Regions from separate parts of the Mus musculus genome. Here region 1 is linked to region 2. The links are chromatin contacts, called in public promoter capture Hi-C maps. All regions are on one chromosome and are shown on one strand. Each heading gives the region's core, a stretch centred on a gene start, on an enhancer-like site or on the middle of the called end of the contact. The rest is flanking DNA. Distances are from core to core; before and after follow the strand shown.

What was found. Capture Hi-C pulls out chosen DNA fragments and counts their contacts.
Region 1: a promoter capture Hi-C map of adipose tissue shows a contact between it and region 2. The contact joins two enhancer-like sites. A contact is called at or near these places in 1 of 39 promoter capture datasets (pre-B cells), 1 of 484 Hi-C or Micro-C datasets (liver), 2 of 115 datasets of contacts at active chromatin or transcription factors (bone marrow-derived macrophages and microglia) and 3 of 9 other capture datasets (adipose tissue, liver and pancreatic islet).

The regions. Positions count from the first base shown.
Region 1 is chr4:141,951,105-141,953,804 of GRCm38.p6, forward strand. Fhad1 (forkhead-associated (FHA) phosphopeptide binding domain 1) reads right to left here. Exons shown (of 32, transcript NM_177868.4): 13 at 378-573. Among named protein-coding and RNA genes, the nearest start is that of Fhad1os1, 31 kb to the right of the region's middle. Within about 2 kb of position 1,282, at least 99 of the 459 cell types and tissues checked have an H3K27ac peak or open chromatin away from gene starts, as enhancers often do. A contact at or near this core is called in adipose tissue, bone marrow-derived macrophages and microglia, where this site is marked.
Region 2 is chr4:141,654,995-141,657,694 of GRCm38.p6, forward strand. All of the region lies in intron 1 of Plekhm2 (pleckstrin homology domain containing, family M (with RUN domain) member 2), which reads right to left. Among named protein-coding and RNA genes, the nearest start is that of Plekhm2, 7.8 kb to the right of the region's middle. Within about 2 kb of position 1,382, at least 74 of the 459 cell types and tissues checked have an H3K27ac peak or open chromatin away from gene starts, as enhancers often do. A contact at or near this core is called in adipose tissue, bone marrow-derived macrophages and microglia, where this site is marked.

The DNA of each region.
Region 1 (2,700 bases), core at 32-2,531, 300 kb after region 2:
CCTGTGGAGGTCAGAAGGAGGCGTCAGATTCCATGGGATTGGAGTTACAGATGGCTGGGAGCCACCATGTGGATGCTAGGAATCGAACCTGGGTCCTCTGCAAGAGCAGCCGGTGCTCTTGGCTGCCGAGCCACCTCTCTTGCCCCTCTGCTTAACATTTTAAGTTATGTTTTATGTCTATTTTGCATTTTTGGGCATTGGTTCTCTCCTTCCATCATATGGGTCTTGGTGGGGATGCACTCAGCGAACGGGGCTTCGCCTGCTACGCCATCTTGCCAGCCTTGATGCTGCAAAGCCTTCCTCACCAACACACCTTATGTCAGGTGAATTCATGGTGCTATTCCAAACACTTGATGAGAGAAAAGGGCCTCAGTTACCTTTGTCAGAATCCGAGAGCTCGATGTCGAGGTCCCCGAGCAGCTGCTCTGTTTCCTCCAGCCAGGACAGGGACACCCTCAGGATGTTCACTACCGTCTTCTGAAGTCCTGACACGAGCGGGCTGAGCGGCAGGTGCTGAAGGAGCTCCACCTCCTTCTTCAGGTCGATGCTGCTGCAGGAATCCCTCATGCAAGCCTGGAGACAGACAGGCTGTGAGCAGTCAGACCCAGCATCTATAAATGGCCCTGACGAGGGCCCTGATGGGGCTGACCTGAGAGGGATGAGATGCTGGACCTGACCAGGAAGCAGGACAGCAGCCCATCACTGCCTGGTGGGGCCCACTTTCATTCCGGTCCTTTTGGCAGCCTATCTTTTCTCCCAGTTTAATTTAGCCTTGGTAAGGGTGTGTGTGTGTGTGTGTGTGTGTGTGTGTGTGTGTGTGTGTGTGTCTGCCTGTCTGTCTGTCACTCTCACCTTATTGCCTTGAGACAGTGTCTCTCAGCAAACCTACAGCTCCCCATTTCTTCTCATGGCCTGCCTTTACCCCATAATGCTGGGCTGCAGGACTTACAGCTATGCCTGGCTACTTGACATGGGCTCTGGGGATCTGAACTCGGGCCTTTGTGCTTGCACAGTGAGCTCTCTGACTGAGCCATCTCCCCAGCCCTTTGTCTGGACGGTTGATAGGCACAGGACGCTCCTTTTTAGGCTGGGCAATGCTGAGCTGCCGCCGCCGCCGCCGCCACCGCCGCCAATCTGTCTGACGTGAGAACCAAATCTGGCTAGTTCTAGTCATCAGAGTTCCTGTCGAGATCAAGGCACGCGCTGGACAGAAAGTGCTGTTTCCTGACTTGTTTGAAAGGGAGTCAGCACTTGCACAAAACTCCCTAAATAGCATCGTCTGATTGCAAGAGAAAGCAGAAGCAGCTGTGCGTTCTGACGCTCAGGGTTGGGGCACCAGGGGCACCCTGGACCTTCATCCTCCCTCCTCTACTGGGAAAGGCAATAGCTGAAAATAGCTTCCGTGGCTGGGCAAAAATGGAAATTTTGAGCAAAAACATTTCCTCCCTCTTTCTGCCTTCCCCCTTCACACCTTTCTCTCTGTCTCTCCCTCTGTCTGTCTGTTTCTGTGTCTGTGTCTGTCTGTCTGTCTGTCTGTCTCTCTCTGTGTGTGTGCATGTGTGTGTGTGTGTGTGTATGTGTGTGTGGGGTGGGCTGTACATGCACGTGTGTGTATGTTCAGGTGTGGAGGCTGGGATCTCAGGACCACTCCCCCCTCCCTTGTTTTTTGAGATAGAAGCTCTGACTAGGTAGTGGGCTAGCCAGTGAGCCCCATGGATCTGTCTGCCTCCACCAGTGCTGGGATCATGAGCATGCGCTATCATGCTCAACGTTTTAAAGGTGGGATCAAATTCAGGTCCGCTCGCTTGCACAGAAACTGCTGCAGCGACTGAGCTGTCTCCCCAGCTGGGTTTCTCTTTCTTACTTTTTAAAATGCAGAGCTGGGGACTTCCCAGAGTACAGAGTACAGCCATCTCTTTCTATCTGTGGGGAACTAATTAGTTTCAAGGCACTGAAGCCAAATTCTGAGGAAGTCCAATTCCCTTAGTAAGAGATGTGGCATTTGTACACAGCCTACACACATCCTTCTGTATACTTCAAGTGGCCTCTAGGCAACTTACAATACCTAGCACAATGTATATGCAGGCAGAAGAATGATAAGAAAAGAATGTCTGAGGGTGGGAATGAAGTTTTGTAGGACAGAACTTGCCCAGTGTGTACAAGGGCAACAGTACAGATGCAAAGAGCCCACCACTACAAAATCCAACCTTATCTGGTATGTGACTGACTTTGCGGGGAGGGGCGCATGCAGGTCAGAGGTCAATGTGGGGTCCTCCCCAATCACTCTCCGATTTACTTTGAGAAACTTTTTGGCATGTTTGAGATAAGGTCTCAGGAAACCCAGGCTGGCTTCAACCTAGCTAAGCATGACCCTGATCCCAGAGCCTCCACCTCCCACGGACTGGCTTGCAGGGGAACGTCCAGCTCTATGTGGCCACGTGGATCAAACCCAGGACTTCATGCATGCGCCTGAGCTACCCCCTCCCTTGCCCTTGCTTATTTTTTGACAGTGTCTCTCACCGATGCCAGAGCTAGCTTATTTGGCTAGATTGAGTGCCTCACAAGTCCCCACCACCACCACCCGCCCCCACCCCTCCCTGGGATCTTTCTGCATCTGCTTTCCCAAACACTAGGGCAACAGGTGTGTGCTGGACCCATCTTTTTATGTGGGTGCTAAGGATTCAAACTCAGGACCTCCTG
Region 2 (2,700 bases), core at 132-2,631:
TGGAAAGGCTGGAGACAGGTTAGCCATTAAGAGTGACCACTCTTCCAGAGGACCTAGGTTAAGTTCCCAGCACCCACATGGCAACTCTTGTTCCAGGAGACCCTACGTCCTCTTCTGGCCTCTATGGGTACCAGGCATGTACATGGTACACAGACATACATTTAGGCAAAACACTTATACACATAAAATTCTTTTTTTTTTAATTTAAAATTTTGTTTTGAGAAAGGGTTTCTTTGTGTAGCCCTGGCTATCCTGAAACCAACTCTGTAGATCAGGCTGGCTTCAGACTCTGAGATCTGCCTGCCTCTGCCTCCCAAGTGCTGAGATTAGAGGCATAAATCTAAAATTTTAATTAAAAAAAAAAACGTAAAGTTGTTAAGGGCCAGCAAGATGGCTCAGCAGGTAAAGGTGCTTGCCACTAAGCCTGATGACCCGAGGTCAATCCTTCTGTCCCACAAGGTGGGGAGAGAGAACTGACTCTCAAAAGTTGCCCTCTAGCCGGGCAGTGGTGGCCCACGCCTTTAATCCCAGCACTCAGGAGGCAGAGGCAGGCGGATTTCTGAGTTCGAGGCCAGCCTGGTCTACAGAGTGAGTTCCAGGACAGCCAGGGCTATACAGAGAAACCCTGTCTCGAAAAACCAAAAAAAAAAAAAAAAGTTGCCCTCTAACTTTCTAACTTCCACATATGCACCGTAGCATGCTTGCCTCCCCACAAATAATTATATGTAATTTAAAATTTTTACTCTTTTTTTAAAAATAAATGTATGTTTTGTATATGAACAGCTTGACCTGCTTCTGTGTATGCCACAATTACGCCTAAGGCCTGTAGGAACCCTAAGAGCTCACTGGATCCCCTAGAACTGGAGTTACAGATGGCTATGAGCCACCACATGCCACTGGGAACCCAACCTGAGAGTCCTCTGCAAGAGCAGCCAGTGCTCCTATCAGCTGAGCGAGCGTCTCTCCAGTCCTAAAAGCACTTTTTTTTAAAGCCGTTAAATACTTCTCCTTCCAGGAAGGAGATTGCCCAAGCCTCCATGTACTCCTCAGCCTTGGGAGCAAGCCTTGACCCCTTTTGGAGGAACCAAGGATGCCTTTGAGAGTGGGGAGAAAAACTGCCAAGAGCCCTGGACAAACACCAGAGGCCCAGAAGGTGGACACCGGCCTGAAAGAACACACTGCGCAGACTTTCCTCCATCCTTCTAGGCTGGAGCTGGCAGAACCCTGCCCGCTCCTCAGTCACCAGTGCTGGGGGGTGGGGTGGGGGAGGGGTTGCTCAGAGCCTGCTTTAACCCCAGCAATCCAAGCTGGGTTAATCCAGGCACCTCATTGCCTCTGTGTCTCTTCTAGTTCCCCTTTCCCCAACCCACAGCGTCTGCATGACCTCCCGAGTCCTTCCTCCACCCAAGCAGTGCACCGATAAAGAAAATGGCTACCAAGGTCACTGCCTGATACAGTATTAGTCTGGAGGACGGACGTGGACCAAGCAATGCTAGGGACCAGTCAGATCCATCACAGGCCGAAAATGCAAAGGGTGAGGAGGTCTGCCTGGAACATTCTGGATTCCAAATCAGGGTTGCTTAAGACCAGGAAGGAGGGCATCTATCCACTGTACTTCTTACCTTTTCCTCTGTGTGTGTGTGTGTGTGTGTGTGTGTGTGTGTCACATGCCACAGTCAGGGAGCCAACCTCTAATGTCCATTCCTCAGGAACACTGTCCACCTTGGGTTTTTTTTTTGTTTTGTTTTTTTGTTTTTTTTGAGATAAGGTCTCACGCCTGGCCTGGAATTCACTGAATGGGCTAGGCTGGCTGGCCATCAAGCCCTGGGAATCCTGCTGTCAATGCCTCACGGTCACGAAGCATGATCTGCTGTGGGCAGCTTCCTAAAGTGGATTCCAGTGGTCACACACACAGAGCCCTGTGTACCTTACCAGCTGACCCCCCACCTCCACAGACCCCCCCCACTGCCATCGGCCTCAAGTTTGTCTCCCGAGTGAAGCCCCTTTCTCAGGATGAACTCGCTGCTCATTCCCATGAGGACAAGAGCGCTCAGCACACAGCAGTCACTCAACAAATGCGTACAATACTAAAACACAGACAGGCTGAGCCAAGGGGGAGGGGGAGTGGAGGGCAGGAGGAGGACAAACAATAAGAGTCCAAGATCCACACATGTGACCGTCATGATGAAACCTAAGTGCTGTATGCATTAAAAAGACCAATCTACAGAGACATGCGATTATCATCTTAAGGCAGACATCATGTATGGAGAAATGGAAAGAGCGGGAGCCAGAAAGATGGTTCCAGGGTTAACCTTGCTCCTTCTGAGGTTAATGGTTTTGGACAAGCTGCCTCCCTGAGCCTACCCTCCCTGGCTTAGGTGGGCAGCACAGGGTGTCCTGCAGTGTGCAGTGTTACTGACTGGAGGAAGGTGTGGAGCTAGGAGCCGGCTCCAGTAGATTAAATGTAAGGAGTCCAGTTGTGTGACTGTCCCTTCCCCTCCATGCTTCAAGCCTCAGCGGCCAGTGGAACACCAGCAATGAAGGGTTTGGCTGAGGCTGGGGAGTGTGACTTGGAGGGTAGCAAGCTGGCCTAGCATATACAAAGCCTCGGGTTCCATCCCCAGCAACACATAAAACTGGGCGAGGTGCTCCACGTGGAGGCAGGATGACCAGAAGATCCAAGACATCCTTGGCTATGAA